Linked DNA regions of Zea mays: all the other regions are linked to region 3. Evidence: chromatin contacts called from public Hi-C data. All regions are on one chromosome and are shown on one strand. The core of a region is the stretch at or near the end of the contact, and the rest is flanking DNA. Distances in the headings are between cores, read along the strand shown.

Region 1 (5,663 bases), core at 1,612-4,111, 430 kb after region 3:
AGGTGCTTAATAAGCAGCGTCACCACCACTTGTTGAAATGAAAACTCACCTAACTTCCTTGTTCCATGCAAGACCAAGCACAGAACTTCTGTGGCTTCCTTTCTTATACTTCTTCCCCTGCAAGAGAGAAGTATAGCTCACGAAGACTGAAGAGGAAGTAAAAAGGAATGCTCCCTTGCATACATTGAAATGCACAACATACTATCATGAAAGAAAAAAAGTGCTAACATTCTAACAATCTTTGTTCTGGCCAAGTACATTCAGCCAATCAACATCATGATGTTAAGCATTCGCATGGGAACCATTAGCTGCACTAATCACTCTGATAGGCATAGAAGAACCCCCAGTGTTGCTGCTTGCATCTAAGAAGAGCCTAGTAAAAATATGCGTGAATCTAGCCAAAAGTTCTGCTGCCAGTTAGCCAGAAGTCCAGAAAGACGAGGCACCAGCACCACATGGTAAGGTAAATAAATTTCGCAACAGAAATCAAATAAATAAATAGTAATTTGGTGTCAACAAGAATACTAGCATTTATCAACAAACTAATGCAAGAAACTCGCAGTATTGGGTAATGCTGGAAATATTGACTGCAATTATAGAAGGAGAGCAAGATGTTTAGCATAACATCCAGAAAAGCAACCTACAGAAGTATGATAGCCCAAATCTCATTCAAGATTAGAGATAGTTGCAGACCTTTTTGCCCTTTGTCTTTTTCTTCTTTTTTGAAAGTCCTCCTAGCACCATGTGCGGTTGCACTTCATCAACCTGTTGAGAAATATCAAAGGTGCACCAAATAATATATCAACTGTTTTGCAATGAGGCACCTCATGGTTACAGCCCTCAAACAAGAGACCTTACCATATCTAAGTCCCATATTTCTATGGCAGGATCCATGGTTCCAACGGCTACAAAATTCCCTGTGATATTGAAGTGTGGAGAAAGCAACAGAATCAGATAAGAAGTTCCTTCCAATCCAAAGAAATAAATTGGTATCCCTTACTTTAACATGCCAGCTTTACCTTTTTCACCACCTTTCAGATTAAAATCCATCCAAGCTGTGCATAGCGGAAAATCAGCGAGAGGAACGTCATGATGCACAAAGATATTTTGTTCACCATCATTTGTTTCTTCAAGAATGTTGACCTGTCATCGACAATAATTTAACAAGTATGAAAACTAATAGCATAGGGCAGTCTGGCAAGTCATTCTGCCAGGGCGAAAAATGCAAAGTAACAAGACCAGACTGTATTTTTACATGGACAGACACTATGAGCACATGCTGGGGTCAATTTCCAAACACAAATTTACTAACTACAGCCAGAGCTAGTAATGCTATAATTTCATTCTTGATACATCAGTGGTCACCTAAAAGAGATGGTGGTAGTATACCATATTCTATTACTACAAGGAACTATTAGCGGTGTTAGCTGAAGGGAATCAGCTAATAGCTAGCTAGGTGGTAGTAGCACTAGCCAGACTATTAGCTGGGGATCCAAGCAGGATCTAGGCTAATTTAGCAGCTAATTGTTAGCTCTAGGAGATCCAAACAGGCCGACTCATACAAGGAAAAAAAGCATTATCATGGCTGTTTTTCCCAAGCAAAATCAGATTATATGGTAACCGATACTTGCCTGAAGAGAGAAGATATCGTCCTCACTATGTGCACAGACAATAACAAAATCAGTAGGCATGATCATCTTATCTTCGATTTCCTCATCATCATCGTCGTCCTCCTCATCATCCTCCTAATAAGGTACAAAATGGGTATCAATATGCATCCATTTCTTTCCATCAGCAGTACACAAAAAGCAAAGTAAAACAGCAGAGGAATTGAACTCACATTGTTCTTCTTCAGATATGGGTCCATTGCGTTGCTCGGATAGTACAAGTCCCCCAGCCCAGAGCCGAAAATATCGACCTCTAACATAATCACAGGTTAAAAAATCATCAGTCGCCTATTCGCCACAGCTCACCTGGCCGATTGAATTAATTAGGGCTTGTTCGGTTCTCTCTCAATCCATGTGGATTGAGTGGGATTGGATGGGTTTAAATCCCAAGCAAATCAAACTTCTTCTTAAAATTTTTCAATCTCATCCAATCCATGTGTAATGGTAATAACCGAACAAGGCCTTAGCAGGAGGATGAATGGAAGAGAAGGCGCACACCTTCATCTTCATCATCGTACGCGTCCATGTTGAGTTCGCGGAGCTCATCAGCGACGTCGTCCGCCTTGCTAGAGCCCTTGCAGAGCGCCTTGGCTACGGCCTTGGCTCGGGCAGCCTCATCAACCTCCTCCACCGTTTCCGCCGCACCGTCGAGTTCCATGGTGGCAGCATCATCATCCTCGTCAGCGTCGCTCCCGGAGCTGGATACAGGTTACATGGCAAGAAAAATGAAACCAAGTCACTGTCGCTAGAATTAATGATGGAGAAAGACAGGTTACACACGGCAACGAAACAAAATTCGTCACTATTGCTGGAAGTAGAGCACGCGATGCAAGGATAGAAACAGAGGGCGGAGGGAGGCGGCTCTCACTCTCTGCCCAGGTCGAAGGTCTTCATGGCCTCGGCGATCTCCTCCTGAGTGGGCGGGTCGGCAACGACGGGCACGCTCTTGGCGGCGCCCCTGGGCACCCAGGATATCGCGGAGATCATCCCCTTGATCGAGTCCTCCTCCATCGGACGATATGAGCGAGTCCTCTCCCTCCTTCAGTGGTTTGTCGCGGAGGTGGCGCGTGGGAGGAGGCGGAGGTGGCGCGTGGGAGGAGGCGGAGGTGGCGCGTGGGAGGAGGCGGAGGTGGCCGGCGGCGAGGGAGAGAGTATTGGAGAAGGAGGTTGTGGCTGTGCCGATCAAGGGAGAAGAGATTGAGAACGGTGAGGGGCTAGGGTTTAGATGCGAGTTGGGCCGATCCGTACTGTCTAGCCTTCGTAATGTCACTGGATGGGCCGGCTGTCTTTGGGCTTGCTCTAGCGACTTCACGTAATTTTCGCCCACCAGCTCTTAAAACCATTCAAAATTTCGCCCGCTAGTCGGGGAACCCATTTTTCCAAAGTATTTTCATTTTCTAAAAAAATAGTTTATTTTTTCTTGAGAAAATAGAAATTCCTTCGAAAAATTGAATTATCAAACTAGCCATAAATATGTTCCTTATAAAGACTAGTTTGGGAACCTCATTTTTCTACGGTGTTTTTATTTTCCCAAGGGAAATTAGTTCATTTTCTCTTGGAAAAAATGGGTTTTCAAACTAGTCCTAAAAAAGTTTTACCTCCTGGATTGCAAATAGGGGTGGGTGTTCGGGTTACCCGAAAATTTCGGGTCGGGTAATTCGGGTATTTTAAATTTCGGGTTTCGAGAATCGATACCCGAAATTACAACGGGTTTTACAATACCCGAAAAATCGGGTACTCGGAATTTCGGGTTCGGGTTCGAGTATTCCCAAACTACCCGAATTGTTGTGTTGGCTTAATAAAAACACATACACCCTATTAAATTAGTATAAAAATATAGTTTGAATAATGATATACATGGACATATAAAACACAAGCAATCTACAATCACAAGTTATGCACACTTACACATAATTATAGATGTACAAATTAATAATTAAACATGACATGAATACATGACACATGAAAGTTCGGGTATTTCGGGTACCCGATTGTGATACCCCAATTACCTGAAATAAATTCGGGTTTTGCAAGTTGGTACCCAAAATTCTCGAACAAAATTCGGGTTTCGGGTATTTCGGGTTCGAGTATTCCGGTTTCGGGTTACTGGATTTTTGCCCAACCCTAATTGCAAATGCGGTTTGTTTTTCTCCTTAATTTTGAAATCAATATCGTACTCCTGCAACCCTTACAACCATTAAAAATATATTTTTACACCTGTTACAAGTGGTTTTTTTAAGACATTTACATTATTTCCAAACTTAAAAAACGGTGGATAATTGATAAGATTTGTAAAGATAAAATGTGTATGAGCTCCAAAGCATCCTGATACAACATTCTAGAAATAGACTAGGACATGGCAAACCAAATAAATTAATTATATTTAGGGGTGTTTGAATACACTAGAGCTAATAGATAGTTAGCTAAAAAATTGCTAGTGAAATTAATCAGCTAAGAGCATCTTCAATAGTTATGTAAATTTAGCACCCTAAATTACAGATTTAATAAGTTGCTAAATCACTTTAAGAAGTAGAAAATAATGTGTGCTCCAACAGTTCTCTATTTGTTGGTTGCTAATTTTTAAATTTGACCATGTGAACAAAAAAGTGAGCATGCTTTCTATTTTTAATTGAGCTAACTCATCAATAACCTTCCATAATGTCTTGGGTGGTCAAAGTTGTCGATGGAAGACCAGAAGATCGCAACGACGGCATGAAGACACCACGTGGCACTGGAGATGGATTTATGGTCAATGGGACGGTGGGATGACACAAACGGTGGCCGAAATATGGTTTTCCCGGTGGATCTAGAACCGACATTGATTTAGAGAGTTCCAACAAGGTTTGTAAATGCATGGATGAAATTGGGTTTTGTATGGAGATCGTAAATTTAAAGGCCTGCTTTACAAAAATGTTGGAGAAGTGTTTTCTCCGAAAACTTCGTAAATTCATATTTAAAAGTTTTCTACATAACTATTAGATATTAGTTAGACTGTTTAGATGTCTTTAAGTAATTTTAGCAGCTAACTGTTAGATCTAGTGCATTCAAACACCCCTTAGATCTAGTAGTATAGCAAGAAAATTATCAACGTTCTAATTGGTGTCAAGACACGTTTCAAAAACATTTATACATGAGACGAACCATTTTAAACCGTATTTAGTATTACTTAGACTGTTTTAAAAAAATAAAATCATATTTAGCATTACTAAGACTGTTTTAGGTAATATCCCATTTTCCAAAAGCTAAATAAATTATAAAAAGTAATGAAACCCTCTCGAGACCCACTTAGGAAGAGATTAAAGGAATTAGAGTGAATTAAATCCTTTTTAGTTAAAATTAAATAGAAAGCAATTTAATCCCCTCAATTCTTTTCTGACTCTTTGCAAACCGAGCAAGGGCTTAGCACGGACATAATTTAAACGGGTTCGAGGTTCGAGAAGAACAACGCATGTCTGGTTTCGAAACTCGACCGAAAGAAAAGCCAGACGATGGCAGTAATTGACAGCGTGTTCGGCTGGTCTACTTCGGCTTCTTCGGCTGGAATCAAAAAGGCCCAGCCGTTCGGCTGGTGGGCTGCAGCCGTTCGGCTGGCCTGCTACGGCAACAACACGCTAAGTTTTCCCACGGATGAAAGCCGAACAGCTACTGTATCTGCAGCCCCTACAGGGCCGGATGGAAGCCGAACAGCTACTGTATCTGCAGCTGCAGCGGCTTTTCAAGCAGCCGAACAAGACGTGAAGCAAGTACGTAGCATGTTGTTGTTTGCCCGAGCTAAATCCGCACACGTCAGATACCCTCGACAGGGACGTGCAGTGTTTGACGCCGTGCATGTAGCATATGGATGAGGATGAGTACGTGCCTGAGGCTGAGCTGAGTGAGAACAAAGTAGATGATGTATATACGTTCTCCTATGAATTAAAGGATGATAACGATGGATGATGGAATTGTTTACTAGTCGTCGAGGTCATCGATCAATGCACGCGTGCTGAATGTTGT
Region 2 (5,655 bases), core at 768-3,267, 420 kb after region 3:
TCCTCGCAAACGGGATAAAGAAAAGCAAGCAAAACACTGTGGTATTCAAGTGGGTCTTTGGACCGCTTGAGAGGGGTTGATTGCAACCCTCGTCCGTTGGGACGCCACAACGTGGAGTAGACAAGCGTTGGTCTTGGCCGAACCACGGGATAACCACCGTGCCATCTCTGTGTTTTGATCTGTTGTGGTTATTGCGTTTTGACTTCTCTCTAGCCACTTGGCAATTATTGTGCTAACACTTAACCAAGTTTTTGTGGCTTAAGTTTTAAGTTTTACAGGATCACCTATTCACCTCCCCCTCTAGGTGCTCTCACTTACCGATAGTGGTGGAGGACACATTAAAATTAAGATGTTGCTGACATAACGGCGAAATAAAATTTACTATTACCTTATTCCAGAGTCATCATGATCATAATCCATTTATAACTAAATGTTGTATAGCGAATGAATCTGAAAAAAGAGAAATGTGTTATTAATAGCAAATTGAGGTAAAATTTGTTAAACAATTGAAATAAGAATATACATTTCCACGGATTCATTTTTAAATAAGAGAAATGTGTTATTAATAGCAAATTGAGGTAAAATTTGTTAAACAATTGAAAAAAGAGACATGGAGGGCGATGTAGGAGAAGAGGCGATGAGATACGATGTACCACATCACCATGTCCACGACGGAAGCCAATACTTGTTGTTGGGTTGTTGCAGCGCGGGGCGGATCTGCGAGGAGGAGCTCGGGCGGCACGATGGCTCGCGGGGAGCACCTCATCTTGCCGGCTGTCAAGGAGCTGTGGTGGAGCTCGCCTGGCTAGGCAGACAGGCGACCTGGGACTAGGAGGCGTCGTCGAAGCCGAGTCGGCCTAGGCGTGGGTGGTCCGGAGCTCGAGCTCGGTGAAACAGGGAGATTGGAGTTGGCACCTGGTGGAACAGGGACATGACAACGACAGACGACCGACAGAGCTTAGATGCTGGCGTCGACGGTCGAAAGCGGGTGCGTTATGCGTGCATCGGTCTTGCCCAAATAGTAGGGTTAGGACTTAGAAATTAGTTTTTTTTACTGTGGGTCTCTAGTTGGGCTGGGACAAGGTGTTGCTCGAGCAACGCCTCCGCTCTTGCTTACCGGCAAATGCATCTTCAAGAGATGAGACCATACTTTTGCTCAGTAATTTTAAGAACGGGTTTGGTGACCAGAGAATTGAAGAGGATTCATGTGGAAGAATCCTCTTGCACACCATACAAAGCCCTGTCACGCCATGAAAGGGAAAATATGCACCAACAAACAACCCGTACATATACAATAGCGGTCCTAATCCACAACAACAAAGAATACTACCTCCTTTTACAAATATATGATAATATTGACCTTTTTTCTAAAAAAACTTTCACCACTCATCTTATTCAAAATATTTATTCAAAAATGTAACATTTTAAGTCATGTTCAAATGACCTCCAATGATAAAAATAAATTATAAAAAAATAAACAACAACTCACGATTTTTTTAAATAAGATAAGTAATTAAAGTTTTTTAAAGTCAACGACAAAATATATTTGTGAACTCATGGACTATATTTCAACTCGATAGTCGGCCATTGTTTGTTTTCGGTCACGTAATTCTAAAACCGTATATATTTTGTTCATCAAACTTTTAACACATGAAAGTTTACCCTTCGAGTAGGTAAATTTAAGATGGTTTTATGTTTATAAAAAAGTAAAAGACCATTTAAAAATCATATTTATTTATGTTTAAATCAGAAAACACGACAATTTTCTCCCTAAATATGAAACGTGCACCTACGGCCCAAACAGCATGGAACGGAACGGGGACGTAGAGGCCCACCTCATGGAAATATTTTCACTTGTCCATTAGAAAGGCCCGATGAGATCCGCCCACTCAACGGCCCATCAATTCCGTCACCAGAATGGTGAGATCTCGGCCGTCCAAGCTAGGGCTCGCGCCTCCTCTCCTCCGACCCCTATAAGCACCCAACCCTAGCGCAAAACCCCGCCTCCGCTGGACACCCCGCTCCGCCTCCACTCCTCGCGCCGCTGCCGCATCTCCTCTACAGGTAAGACCTTTTGCTCGTCGGCTTCCTACCTCCTGGGCTTCGTTCTGTGCTGCGTGTGGGTTCGTTGCCCGTCTGATCTCGGTTGTTAATCGACTGCTTAGCCGTGGCCTGTGGGATGCGCACGCGGATCTTGCTGCGCGACGGCTCTGGGTTCCTCTTGATCCGTTTCCTAGCGCTGACCATAGGATCTGGTGTGCTCTCGATGCGTTTGTGTGCATTGGTGTTGCAACTTGCTCGAGGCGCTGCTAACGAGAGCATAGGGTGGAGCTGGCGGCAGCTCGTTGATTCTTGTTCCCGTGGTGTGCTCGTTGCTCGTCTCTGCTGATGCCGTCACTGTTGCGTTGTTGATGTGTACAGGTAAGAAGGAGAGAAAGAGGGCGAAATGGTGAAGCACAACAACGTCATCCCCAACGGGCACTTCAAGAAGCACTGGCAGAACTATGTCAAGACATGGTTCAACCAGCCCGCCCGCAAGCAGAGGCGCCGCATCGGTGAGCTCATCGCCATTTTTTAGCCTACCTACAACATTTCGCGTGCTTGTTGAATTCAAACTAGCTAATAAACAGGTCACTTGTCCTGCCCATTGCAATTGCCTCATCCCCATCGATAATGAACCAGTGCAAGGTTTAGTTTGTTGCAATCTAGTATGTTTGGTTTCGTATTGGCTTGCTAAATAAGTTAGTTTTAACACTAGTTTGTTCATCCTTTAAACTGTAACACCAGTTGGCTGTTCCTTGTTTGTACCATGACACCACCTAGTATTCAGGCCTGGCGGCCTGCACTAGCTAAGCCTGGATAGCTCCCAAGCCACCACCTACCGGGTGTCCGGGTGAATATGCTAATCGGGTTTGCTATGCTTGTATCTGATTTGCAGTGCATTGTTTTCCCTTTATGCTATCGATGAAGTAACCAAACTAAAAGTTCACTTGCTTTACTCAACAATTGCTTTCATTGATTTACTTGTTATGTATGATTTCCCCCCTATTGCACCTGCTGACAAGCGTATAATTTACCCTGCTATGTTCTCTGTGCAGCACGTCAAAAGAAGGCTGTGAAGATATTCCCACGACCAACTGCTGGCCCTCTTCGTCCCATTGTTCAATGCCAGACTCTCAAGTACAACATGAAGTCAAGGGCTGGGAGAGGCTTTACCCTTGAGGAGTTGAAGGTGATGCATTGTTTGCTCTTGAGCCATGTTTGTTTTGTTGTTCTCATATCAAATGAATTGCTGTTGTATGTATGCCACATGCTATTTTTGTGTGAACCGCTGTATAGAGGCTGATATGCTGTCTTTTGCATGACCACAAATTTTCTAATGTTTATAAATTTTGCTATCTCATGGTGTTTAATTTTTGCTGTTCCTTTTCTACTTGTTGAATTACCTTGTGTTATCTTGATATTAGAAGTAACTATGTTGATTGCAGGCTGCGGGCATTCCAAAAAGGCTTGCTCCAACCATTGGCATTTCTGTGGATCACCGCCGCAAGAACAAATCCCTTGAGGGGCTGCAGGCCAATGTCCAGAGGCTTAAGACATACAAGGCCAAGCTGGTTATCTTCCCAAGGCGTGCTCGCAAGGTCAAGGTATGAGTAGTCATCTTTTCCTGAACAATTAAGTATCTCTTGAAGGCATTGTCTCTGGCTGCTTTGATCTCAAAATCCCTTATCACCTACTTTTGTTGCAGGCTGGTGACTCTACTCTGGAGGAGCTTACCACTGCTACCCAGGTACAGGGTGACTACATGCCAATTACTCGCGGTGAGAAGCGCTCTGTAGAGGTTGTGAAGGTCACAGATGAGATGAAGGCGTTTGCGGCCTATGGCAAGCTCCGCCTTGAGCGGATGAACAAGAAGCACCTCGGTGCCCGCCAGAAGAAGGCAGCTGAGGCAGAGAAGGAAGACAAGAAGTGAAGCAGCCAAACTTTGTAGCCTGTTTTGTTCTGTTCAGTCATAGCGAGATGCTACTTCCATCAAGTGCTTGTTCCAAGTTTTTTTTGGGTGCTGGAAATAGAGACCAGTCAAATATTTTGGTGTCCTACTGTTTGATACCTTGTATTTGTTTGCGAACTCAGCTATCTAATGGGTTAATGAATTCTTGGCGACGCACGATTCTGCCTTAATGTTTTGAATTTATATAGCATCTTAAATGTTCCTGCTGCGGCCATGGCTATCTCCAGTCTCCAGTGGATGCCCCAAAGGCTCAAACGGTATACTCTCTTTCTGCGAGAAGGTCTCTCGTTCGTGTGTTCGCAGTTGTCTCGTGTTTTCCACAAGCGCGATAGCTATATGAGTTTATGGTATCTTGCGAGAGCTATATGATTTGTATGGTATCTTGTGAGCTTAGATACCTTCACTAAGAGTTGTAATGGTATTGTAGAACGGTGGTAGTATCTTCTAAGAGCATACGTTCAATTTAATTTAGAGTGTTTGGTTCTTTAGTCACTTCTAAATTTTAGTCATACTTTAGCAGTTTAGGGATTACTTTAGTCACTAAAATTTAGATGGTGGGATCAACACCCCTTTAATTGAGTTGACATAAATCTTGAGCATAACAAAGACCGAGATTGTTAGCAACTAAGATTTATATTTGCTCTGTTTCTCTATTCTTGCTGCTATTTTTGTTTCTCTGTTCTTGCTGCTATGAAAAGAAAAAGAAAGGAAATTAATTCTAATCCTAGTTGTGGGCTCCTAGCAAACTCTTATGTCTTATCAGCACTATATATACGTGAAAACTCCTTGTCTTGTCAAGGTTATAAATATATAAAACTCAGTTGTACATATTAGTACCTAGAAGAATAAATAATATTATATCTCTTGTATTCTACCTGCATCTATTAAAGATAATGTAAAATTATGCATAAGTGAAGGTTTTCCACATTCACATATATGTATTTTATATCCTATACTCAATACAAATAAAAAACAAAGTCTACTTATATAATATATATATAGAAACCATAACAATGCACGGCCCCACATATATATGTTATTTGTCGCGCTAAGTGATGATCACATATCCTGAAATAACTTAACAAATATAAGTTATTCGTGATATTTGTAAGTTATTTTAGGGTTAGTGATCATCACATAGGGTGATGAATAGTGTTGCTCTATATATTTGTTTTTTTAGGTGGGCACTATATATATGTTGTAAATACTAATATCTAGCGAAATAAAGAACAAACTATCTAAGGTGTCTATGTGTTCTATTTTATCTACTATATTGACAATAATAGAAAGGGAGAAATGTTCTGATCACCGGCGATTTATTTTAAAACATGTTATTAGCACGCCTATATTGACATAGTAGTTGAAGTTGAAATAATCTAGGTCTCTAGTTGGGCCACAATAACAGAGATTGATTAAGTTTATGTAGTATTTGTGTCCTTATTAATAGAGACCAATCATCGTTTTTAAAAGACGAGTGAGAAGATTAAAAAACGGATAATTCTAAGTGTTAAGGAGCTGTTGAACATATAGATTAATGACAGAACATTATAAATTAGTTTTGTATGTGGAAAATTTAGAGAACGTGTTCTAGAGTTATTTTTTTAATAGGATAAGACCACCTCTCTCTACATATATGAGAGGAT
Region 3 (5,473 bases), core at 280-2,779:
ATCTGTTGCTAACGGGGCGGTGCCGGTGCCGCATACTATTGTTGTGTAGCTGAGGTTTGTCAAGGTGGCTGCTGGCAAGGTTAGCCGAGGAAGTGGAGTTCAATAACAGGATGCGGAAACTGTGCCGCTCCTTGCCGAACTTAAGCCCCGTTACGTTGTCGCACAAAGTTTATTTCCTAGCACTGTGCTTGCTGCTTATGTTTGTTTGGATGTGCCAACCTGCAGTGACCCTCGTGGAGCCTGGGTCTCACGCTCCTCTTACCTAGTGTGATGTGCAGAAAAAGTGTGATGCTGTAAAATTATGTGATTGCCTAGCAGATGTCAAATTTTCAATCAGTAGCTAACTCCTTTTAATGGTACAGGCTTGCATGATTTCATCTGCAAAAAAGAGAGGGCGGGTTGGGTGTCAAATCTAGCCGGATGTTTTCGCAAGTTTGTGATAAAAATTGTGCTGTACACTTGTGTTTATGCAGTTGCCCTAGGCGTCAGTGGGCTGAAAGGTAATATCTGTGAATTATATACTGTGTGCTGAAAGCAGTTGTCATAATAATGATACGAAAACAAAATCTTATGTCGTTAACCTATATAATTTTTTTTAAAAAAAATTGCCGATCAAATCGAAATATTTGATATAATAAAACATAATACTACTAGATGGAGGAAAGTTAGACTGACCGAGTATGGAGGAAGTATCTAAGGGGGTGTTTGGTTTCTAGGGACTAATGTTTAGTCCCTTCATTTTGTTCCATTTTAGTATATAAATTGACAAATATAGAAACTACAATAGAGTTTTAGTTTCTATATTTGATAATTTTGTAACTAAAGTGGAATAAAATGTAGGGACTAAAAATTAGTCCCTACAAACCAAACACCCTTTAAGAATGCGTGGCGGAAGTAACAGAAGAATGAAGGAGCGACGACCTAGCCATCCATCCGCCGCCGGCGACGGCGTACCTGGTCGAACTGGCGTGGTCGAGACGGAGAGAGGACCCCAAGCCGCCCGCTCTCGTAGCATTTGCATTGCACGCGAGCTGAGGCATTGTCTCCCGGCGGCCGGCGCCAGGTGTTCGGCCTTCTGGTGCACGGCCACCAGCGCTCGCCGCCCGGCAGCGGTATATATACTGCCCGGCGGCGTCCCCGGCCCCTCACCTCAGGGAAGCGGCGCGGCGCGGTGGTCAGTCCCGTGTCCCGTCCCGCGGGCGACACATCACCACCGCCATGCGTCTAAACAGTCGTGTCGACGCGGGATTGCGCGGGTCGGCCGCCCGACGGGTGGCGTGGGCCGCGTCGACACGGTTGGATTTCGATCGGAGGCCCGGAGCTGCTCTCTCTGCAGTCTGCTATGGTCCCCACATCCGCATCGCACGCCTCGCGGCATTATCCAGCCCCAGCCGTCAGCCACTCAGCCGCCTCTCGTCGACACGAATGCGCAAAGCAAACACCACGCGGGCCAGGCCAGGCGCGCACGCACGGGACGGGGGCATCCGAACACCACCACCCAGCACCCACCAGCTCGGCGAAAAAAAAGAAGGAAAATTTTAGATACCCTGCCGCACGCCGCGACCTTCGGCCCCGTCTCCGGTCTCCGCCTTCCCCCACCTATTGGGGAGCGCTCCTGATTCGCGGGAGCCAGCGGGCGAGACAAAGAGAATCCCCCGCTCCTGCGCCGCCGCGGATCAGCGCCGTCGCCGATCGGAGGCTCTCGCTTCCCCCGGCGGGCGGCGCGCGCCGGGAGATGGACGGCGGCGCGGGCGCGGGCGCCGGCCGGAGGAACGTCTCATCGTCCTCCGGATCCAGGAGGAGGGTCCTGCCCGCCGAGAACGGGCACGGCCATGACGCCCCGCCGCCCTCCAGGCGGTCCTCCGTCTCCCTCTCCCGCGGCCACTCCACGTACGTGATCCGCCGCACCCGCCTTGCTCTGCCCTTGTTATGCGTAGCGTAGACCGTGCTCCGTACCTACCGTCTCTGTGGCATGGACGCATGGTGTCTTCGGATCAAGGCTTCAAGCGTCGCGTCGCGTGTCAACCTGGAGTAGCTTCCGTGTGCCTCGCTTTGTTTGTAGCTGGGAGCTTCCATAGCCTAGATTTGACACCTCCCCCGGTTTGTGGAATCGATGGATGTTACGCACTTTTTAGTCTAACAATACCAAGTACGGGCCGTTTTTCAGTTACAACAGACAAGTGCTGAATCCCATTCAACTCTTACAACCATGCCGTACCACATACGCATGACTCCGGCTGTGGAATTTCGCGTGTAACGTAAACCACACACGTTTCACTAACACAAGCAAGATTGCAACACGACATTGATTGCTGTCAAGCCATGATTATATTGCCATGCCTGCTCTATCAAATGGACAAGACCAAAATCTTCACAGCTGAAAAAAAACGTACCTCGTGTGATTCTTTCCAGGTCACTGACCGGCGAGAGGACCGTGAAAAGGCTGAGGCTGTCCAAGGCGCTGACGATACCGGATCACACAACCGTGCACGAGGCTTGTCGGAGGATGGCGTCACGCAGGGTTGACGCCGTGCTGCTGACTGACTCCAACGCTTTGCTCTGTGGGATCCTCACCGACAAGGTGAGGGGATGTTCCTTCGCTTTTTTTTTCGTGTCAGTGCCGCCTTAGATGTTCCCATTTCTCACTGTATGCTGTATTTTGGGAACGCTGGTCAGGACATAACCACAAGGGTGATTGCTCGTGAGTTGAAGATGGAAGAGACACCGGTCTCCAAGGTCATGACCCGAAACCCTGTATTTGTTCTCGCGGACACGCTTGCAGTCGAGGCGTTGCAAAAGATGGTGCAAGGTCTGTGAATGCTCCCACGGTTTCTGTGCGCCTCACCTATATTCATCTTTTAATGTTCCCTGATGAAACGTATCCTTCGGTTCCAGGTAAGTTCAGGCATCTGCCTGTCGTGGAGAATGGCGAGGTCATTGCAATTCTGGACATAGCCAAGTGCCTATATGATGCTATTGCACGGATGGAAAGGGCGGCGGAGAAAGGAAAAGCAATTGCCGCTGCCGTCGAGGGCGTTGAAAAGCATTGGGGAGCAGCTGTGCCTGGTCTGTACTTGACATATTCCCTACCTCTTCTCATCTTTATTCTACATTTGGAAATGAAATTATGCATCCAACTTCATTCTACTACCCTTCACCTTTATGTTTCACATGTATATTATAAACTTTATGTATGAAAGTTTGCTCTCATGGCTTTTCTAGTGTGCTCCTTTAATCTTCTCTCTGTTTATTTTGCAGGTCCTAACAATTTTATTGAGACGCTTCGAGAACGGATGTTTAGGCCATCGCTGTCTACTATTATCTCTGAGAATCCAAAGTAGGTAATATCCGTTCTTTTTTCAGATTAAGTGCCTTCTTGAGCATTCATGCAACATAAATGCCAGTTCAGAACAACTTATGTCCTGATCTCAATTCTTTAGAGTTGTCACTGTTGCACCATCAGACATGGTGTTGACAGCATCAAAGAAGATGCTGGAATTAAAAGTGAGTTCAGCAGTTGTAGCAATTGAAAACAAACCTGGAGGAATTCTGACGTGAGTACCTTTTCTTAGTCTAATCACAGGAACAACTATTTCTAGACCTGACTCGAACTACAAGCCTTGCTTTGATTTATATGACAGATCTAGAGATATATTGATGCGTGTTATCGCCCAAAATCTTCCTCCTGAGTCCACCACGGTCGAGAAGGCAAGTCTCTTTACAATTACCTTTGTATCGCTATGCAATCACATTTAATTATCTGTACCTACTCATCAACTAACTGCCATCATGTTTGAAATTCCTTTCCACAGGTCATGACTCAGAGTCCTGAATGTGCCACAGTGGACACCCCAATTCTTGATGCTCTTCACACAATGCATGATGGGAAATTTTTACATTTGCCTGTCCTGGACAGGGGTATGTCTATGAACCATGAGCTAACTGAACCCTGTCGTTGTCTTTTGTAATAAGACTGTTTAATGGGTATGACATATTGTCTTCATCCAGATGGAAATGTTGTGACTGTTGTTGATGTTCTTCACATAACTCATGCTGCAATTGCTACGGTGAGTGTCAACTTCTTTCTACTTGAATCTAATGCAGATATTTGTGCTTCCATCTTACCTATTACCCCTATGCACTCACTTTTGCTGGTCTGAGGTTAGAAACCATTTTTGCTATATGTTAGTGCCCACTGCCCACAATACTTGATTGTCCAGTGTGCAAAATGAAGTCTCTAGAACTCAGTTGTCATTTGTACTGTAATTGTTATAAACTGCATGCTATAAGCTGTAACTGTCATTCGTACAGCAATTTGTGCTACTGTAAATTTTAGTAAGATGTACGTCTGCAAGTAACATTGACCATTATGTTAGTGTACTTGTCTTCTCGACTGTGCATGCCTGACTGCCTGAGTACCTTTTTCTGTCTAGGTTGGAAACAGCGGGGCAGCTGGATCCGAGGCAACATCTGCCATGATGCAGAGGTTCTGGGATTCAGCAATGTCCATTGGACCTATTGATGATGACGATGACTCGAGAAGGTTAGTTTGTTGGAAAATGTACCAACGTACATAAAAGTTCTGCATAAAATTTTTGACTTGTGACAAAGCCAAAACGATCTATAATTTGGATTAGAACGGAGGTAATATCATTCTGATGGCATCCTGTGTTTTTTGTGTGACCGGATTTACCTGGCATTTTCCCAGTGAAGGGTCGACTAGAGTGGTATCTGAGGCAACAGATATAGGAAGACCAGCCTTCTTTCCAGCTTCTGGCTTATCAAACACTTTTGGGTTCAAGATTCAGGATAAGCAAGGGAGGATGCACAGATTTAACTGTGGTATGCATGCTCACCTCAATCCGCGGACTGTAGTCGTTTCATAAAAAATAATAATTGTTTCCAGTGATTTAAATTTGTCTCTGAGCTTTACCTGTTCTGAATATCAGAAACAAGCGGCCTGGCAGAGCTGATAACCAGCATTCTTCAGAGGGTCGGCGACGACATTGACAGAAAACACCTGCCGCAAATTTTGGTACTGGCTGAACCTAACACCTTCGTCAACACGAGACAGTACCCGCGTTGCTATTTCGATTTCCTAAGTCCATTCTCTGTTCTTTCCCGGTGCCCACTACACAGTACGAAGACGAGGACCGTGATAAGGTCGTGCTTTCGTCGGACAGTGACCTTATAGCCGCTGTGGACCATGCGAGAAAGATCGGTTGGAAGGTAATGTCGTTTCCCAAGCAGAGGCGCGCCTTTGGTTGTTCCCCCGCGAAGAAGAAGATGCTCATCGACGCTTCTCTTTTTGCAGAGCATAAGGTTGCATCTGGATTACGCCGGCGTTGGCCGGCGGAAGGGAGGGGGTGGACCTTCGGACTTGGAGTACGCTGGCAAGGACGCAGCATGGGCTTCTGCGTACAGCGCCGTCGCGGCAGGGGCGGCTCTGGTTGCTGGGCTCGGTGTGATGGCC
Region 4 (5,193 bases), core at 33-2,532, 290 kb after region 3:
TTTTACTTGCTACAGGATGGCATGTAACTTTCCACAGAAACAAACTCATACAGCCTAGTGAAGAAAAGAAATCGCAAACAGCAAGCAGCCAAGCACGACGACGCTTATCAAAGCGTGCATAAGAACAATAGCGGTGGCATAAGAGCTTAGAACGAGTCCCAGCATCGAGGAAGGGGGCATATTAGAATGGCTTCTCGGGTTTCCACCGCATGTCCAGCTAAGCCCTGGGACTGGGAGCACTGGAGCAGGTTTACCAAGTCCGCCTCCATTAAAAACCAGTAAAGCACGTGAGGTAAGTTGATTTCCTCCCTTTGCTTTGGTCCCCCTTGCCAACAAAGCTCCACGACGCGGCTCAAAAGTCAAACTGACCGGAGATATGTTAAGATTATCATCGGCGTCGCGTTCGCTAAACTAACCTAGGGTGGAGGCTGCCCTGGTCTCGATTCCATGGGGTTGCGTAAATAATAATCGTGTCCTATGCATGGGGCCAATGCCAAAACCTGTGACCATGGGGCACATAAACTAGCAACAGCCAACATGCCAACAGCAAAGTCAGCAAAACGTAATGTAAAACTAGAGCGAGGGAGGGTATACGGATTGTTACATTTCTACGGCGCGCGCCCTGTTCCTCCGTTCAACAGTGCCAAATCTAGCGCGGAGGAGGTAGGGGTGTGGGGGGAGTGGACGCAGGTAACACCAATTCGAGGGGCCGAAAACAGTGGATCGAAATCCTGTGGCGCACAGACAAGCACCCCAAAGATCCGGCCTAGTAATCTGCTTGGGGAAGTGAAACAAACAGGCGCGGCAGATCAATCAATCAACCGACAAAAAAACAATCAGCTAGTGAGGCCGGCAAATTCGCGATGCGATTGCAAACCCCCGCAGCGCGGCGAGCAGATCCGCGCGAGGCGGGGGCAGAACGGCGGGAGTATAAAGGACGGGGGCGGGGCAGCGAGGACGCGGACGAGAGCGCGAGGTGGGAGCGGAGTAATAACCAAACAACGGGGAGAGAGAGAGAGAGGGAGGAGGAGGAGGAGGAGGAGGAGGAGGCCAGGAGGTTTTCGTTCGCTCGTTCGCCTTGCCTGGGGACGGGGTTGCCGTTGGCGCCGTAGAGGTCCCAGAGCTCCTGGACCTGGCCGACGAGCTGGCGCAGCGCGGCCACCTCCCCCATCGCCAGGCCGCCGGCGCCGCAAGCGCGCGCGCGCCGCCGGCCTCCTCACCGCGCCCCTCCACTGCCTCTGTCGCTCGCCCCCTCCTCTACCTCGTCTTCCGGGTCGGGGTCGGGCCTTCCGGTCGCACCCTCCCTTTCCGCTTCGCTAAATGGACAGCAGCGAAGCAGGTGACGGCGTGAGGCCGCGCGTGCCGTGTCCGTTTGCGTGGCTTCGCCCTCGCCGTGTTCCCGTCCCCGTCCCGTGTGGTGTGGGTGCGGTTTGCTTTTGTTTGCTCGGGTTTATAGATAGCTAGTGTCATCGGTTGGGTTGGGTTTGGGTGTGGTGCGGTTTAAGTAAGCATCAATGATGTCTTTTGTTTTATAATTGTTTTATAATATAACTATGTAATATATGGTCATACTTTATAGTGGGAAATACAATACCAAGATAACACACGTATAAACATGTTTATGCTATTACTAAAAAAAACTATAATCATAATTTATGAAACATTAATGGCCGTGGTTTCCTTCTCACAAAGGTAAATTTGTAGATTAGAGAGTGGTTTGCGGGTTGCAGGTTACTATTCTGATGGCCTTGCTCTAGAGAGCCTAAACAAAAAATGGATTGTTGCCTATTTAATTAAAGTTTTTTTTGTATTTGATGATCAATATAGTTATTTAGACTAATGTGTTTGCTAGTGTTGTTTATTATAGTCCAAAGGATGAACGAAGACAACGAAATGATCAAGGAGATCAACACTCTAAAGCAAGACATTGAATAATTATTAAAGATCTATCAATATCATGCAAAAGAGTCCAAGACATAAGATGTAATAAGCCCACACAAGAAACACAAATACATAGAAAACGGGCTAGCACTGGACAGGTGCAGTGTCTATTAAAAATTAGGCTGAAGAATAAGTACACCAAACGCATATGTAAACCTAACAAGTATACCAGATGTCACATTGGATAGAGCATTGGACGTGTCCGATGATGCATCAGATCATTCACCGAACAACATGCTCAAAAAGGGTTGCAAATGCAACCTAGTTGGGTATAGCTTATCGAATATGTGTGTCGCAACGGTTACCTAGGCTTCAATGATTAGCAATGACTAGTTCACAATGGCTAGCTGACGTAAAACTCACTAGATGTGTCTAGTGTGTCATCAGACATGTGTGGTGATGTGCAGAAAAATAAGCTTTGTTTTAACTGCTCTTTTGGGATTGGGAGTGTCGGGGACTATAATTAGGGGTACCCCTAAGACTCCTAATCTCAGCTGGTAACCCCCATCAGCACAAAGCTGCAAAGGCCTGATGGGTGCGATTAAGGTCAAGGCTCGGTCCACTCAAGGGATACGATCTCGCCTCGCCCGAGCCCAGCCTCGGGCAAGGGCAGCCGACCCCGGAGGATCCACATCTCGCCCGAGGGCCCCCTCAAGCAACGGACACACCTTCGGCTGCCCGAGACCCAGTCTTCGCCAAGAAGCAACCTTGGCCAAATCGCCACACCGACCGACCGTATCGCAGGAGCATTTAATGCGAGGATCGCCTGACACCTTATCCTGACGTGCGCTCTTCAGTCGACAGAGCCGAAGTGACCACAGTCACTTCGCCGCTCCACTGACCGACCTGACAAGAAGACAGCGCCGTCTGCGTCGCTCCGACTGTTGTGCCGCTCGACAGAGTGAGGCTGACAGCAGCCAAGTCCGACCTCGGGCGCCATAGGAAGCTCCGCCTCGCCCGACCCCAGGGCTCGGCCCCCGTCTCGGCCTCGGACGACGAACTCCGCTTCGCCCGACCCCAGGGCTCGGACTCAGCCTCGGCTCCGGAAGACGACGGACTCCGCCTCGCCCGACCCTAGGGCTCGGACTCAGCCTCGACTCCGAAAGACGACGAACTCCGCCTCGCCCGACCCCAAGGCTCGGACTCGGTCTCGGCTCCGAAAGACGACGAACTCCGCCTCGCCCGACCCGGGGCTCGGATTCGACCTCGACCTCGGAGGAGCCTTCGCCTCGCCCGACCTAGGGCTCGGACCGACCACGTCACAGGGGGGGCCATCATTACTGTAACATCCCAAAATCCTAACCTAGGTTTGAAACCCTAATCTACCCCTCCCCTCTTTTCATCCTCTAATTCCAAAAACTCCCTTAGATTTTCTTTCATCATATGCATACACTTTGTTTGATCACAAGCACCTCACTTAGATTTTATTTTCCAACACCTAGAATATCCACCAAATAATTTTGTGCAAAAAGAAAAAGAAACAAATAAGAAATGAGTTGAGAAGGTAAAAAGAAAAAGGAAAAGAATCCCCCCTCTGCTGGGCCAATTCCGGCCCATGGCGCGACCGCCTCCCCTCCCGCGCGCCCGCGCATTCCTCTCCCTCGGTCCATTAGTCGGCCTGCTCACGCGCGAAGCCGCCCGCACGCTCCCCTCACCCGCTCTCGCTGACACGCCAGCCCCACCCGCCAGCCCCTCTCGCTCGCGCGTTTTCCCTCTCTGGCAGACCAGCCCCACCGGTCAGCCGCGTCGTCTTCCCCGCGTACGACGCTCCACCGTCCCTTCACCGCCGTCCCCTCCATCATCGTCCCCTCGCCGCACAGGAAGAGTTCGGCACCGCCTCGTCCTCCCCCCCCTTGACCAACGTCCTTGCCCGGTACCGCCCCACCGTGGAGTCTCATCGGCGGCGCTGTGCGGCATTAATGCCGGCGCTGTGCACCTCACCGGCGCCCGCCGAGCTCCGCCGCTCCCCTTCCCTCGGGCGCCTATAAAAAGGTCACCTCGGGCACCTCCTTCCCCGCACCGGCCTCAGCCACTACCTTCCTCCCCTTGCCCGAGCGCAATTCGCGAAGCGCCGCCGTCTTCCCCCTCTCCGGTGAGTCCTCCCCCCTCCTCCCTCTCCCTCTCCGTTGGTCCAGCGAGAAATTAAGTGAGCCGAGCAGCTCCCTCACGAGGCCACGAACCCGAAGCACCACTTCCCAGCCCCAGTCCCTCACCCAGAGCCCACCGGCGGCGATCCCCGCCACGGAACTCCGCCACCTCCCCGTGGACAGCCCCCTCCCAACCCCCTCTGGCCGAATTGAGCCTACCCTTAGAATCGCCAGCCTCTGCCCGTGCTAAACCACCCTCCCTTGGACCGAGAACCGGGCCACCGGCGGCAAACCGCCGTCGAGCCCACCGGCGACCGGCCCTTCTCCCTCGCTCGGCCGGTTCGCCCACGCCGTCTGGCCGCAACGCCGTTTCCCCCCCCCCCCCCCCCCCCCTCCGCTCTCGCTGACGAGTGGGCCCGCAGCGACGCCGTCGTCCTCGTGCACCCGCGCCGTCTCCCCTCGCTCGTGGGCCGCCGCTGGGCCGTAAGCGCGCCCGCGCGCGCGCTCGCGCCCGAGGTGGGCCAAAAACCCTTCCCCCAGCCCAGCAAAGAAGAGATCTCTTTTTCTTTTTCTGTTTCCACCTTTTTTCTCATTTAATTAGTTTTCTTCAATATTTTATGCACCAAAAATTACCCAAATAATTTTTAAAAAGCCCTAAGTGATAATAATGTTGGTAAATGACACACTACAATTAGTAGACCACTGTTGATGTATTGTTTATTGTCTGTTTTAATAGAAGAAGCGGGGACCGCGGATCCGGAACCCGTAGCCCCAGAAGAAGGGCCGGAGCCCGAACTTCCGGAAGTAGATCTTCTGTGCCAGGAAAGCTTCGACGAAGGCAAGTCCATCCTTCCCTTGATGCATAAATTACCTATTCTCTCTACCACTGCCTAGGCCGGGAATTCAGGGGGAATATTGCATTGTGAGTGAGAGATGGCCCGCATTGGCATATACTTTCTAGATACGAAATGTGGATTGGGAAGAAGGGCAATGTGTTTCTTCAAATAAAGTCTCCTTTTGAAAAGTTATGCGATGAAGGGTACTCACCCTCATCACCTCGGGAGTGGGATGATCAGGGACTCCCTGGTTTAGGGGAGGGCCTAAGGTGTTGGCTCAGCTGGTTTAGGCGTGAGCAGAAGGATTGTCCCCTCATATAAGGACCGGC

Evidence for each region. A called contact is a pair of places that touch in the nucleus more often than the background predicts.
Region 1: a Hi-C map of leaf mesophyll shows a contact between it and region 3, with 4 times the contacts expected there. The contact joins the promoter of LOC100286183 here to the promoter of LOC100279329 in region 3. A contact is called at or near these places in 2 of 25 Hi-C or Micro-C datasets (endosperm and leaf mesophyll).
Region 2: a contact with region 3 is called in a Hi-C map of ear, with 4 times the contacts expected there. The contact joins the promoter of LOC100273645 here to the promoter of LOC100279329 in region 3. A contact is called at or near these places in 3 of 25 Hi-C or Micro-C datasets (ear, leaf mesophyll and tassel).
Region 4: a contact with region 3 is called in a Hi-C map of bundle sheath, with 2.1 times the contacts expected there. The contact joins the promoter of LOC100193727 here to the promoter of LOC100279329 in region 3. A contact is called at or near these places in 4 of 25 Hi-C or Micro-C datasets (bundle sheath, endosperm, leaf and 1 more).

Annotation. Positions count from the first base shown.
Region 1 is chr3:160,734,981-160,740,643 of Zm-B73-REFERENCE-NAM-5.0, reverse strand. It overlaps LOC100286183, which reads right to left and starts at 2,861. Exons shown (of 16, transcript NM_001159071.2): 1 at 2,536-2,861; 2 at 2,166-2,365; 3 at 1,841-1,920; 4 at 1,632-1,745; 5 at 1,020-1,143; 6 at 859-917; 7 at 694-765; 8 at 50-117. The coding sequence starts at 2,678.
Region 2 is chr3:160,750,335-160,755,989 of Zm-B73-REFERENCE-NAM-5.0, reverse strand. LOC100273645 (60S ribosomal protein L13) reads left to right here and starts at 2,017. Exons shown (of 5, transcript NM_001161720.1): 1 at 2,017-2,064; 2 at 2,422-2,555; 3 at 3,099-3,232; 4 at 3,489-3,647; 5 at 3,749-4,180. The coding sequence starts at 2,447. The coding sequence ends at 3,973.
Region 3 is chr3:161,167,032-161,172,504 of Zm-B73-REFERENCE-NAM-5.0, reverse strand. LOC100279329 reads left to right here and starts at 1,529. Exons shown (of 14, transcript NR_176412.1): 1 at 1,529-1,890; 2 at 2,413-2,581; 3 at 2,677-2,809; 4 at 2,896-3,066; 5 at 3,259-3,341; 6 at 3,441-3,554; 7 at 3,642-3,708; 8 at 3,813-3,918; 9 at 4,009-4,067; 10 at 4,434-4,543; 11 at 4,709-4,842; 12 at 4,950-5,035; 13 at 5,140-5,229; 14 at 5,315-5,473. LOC100272251 reads left to right here. Exons shown (of 5, transcript NM_001146746.1): 5 at 1-516.
Region 4 is chr3:160,873,887-160,879,079 of Zm-B73-REFERENCE-NAM-5.0, reverse strand. It overlaps LOC100193727, which reads right to left and starts at 1,282. Exons shown (of 2, transcript NM_001138815.1): 1 at 1,083-1,282. The coding sequence starts at 1,171.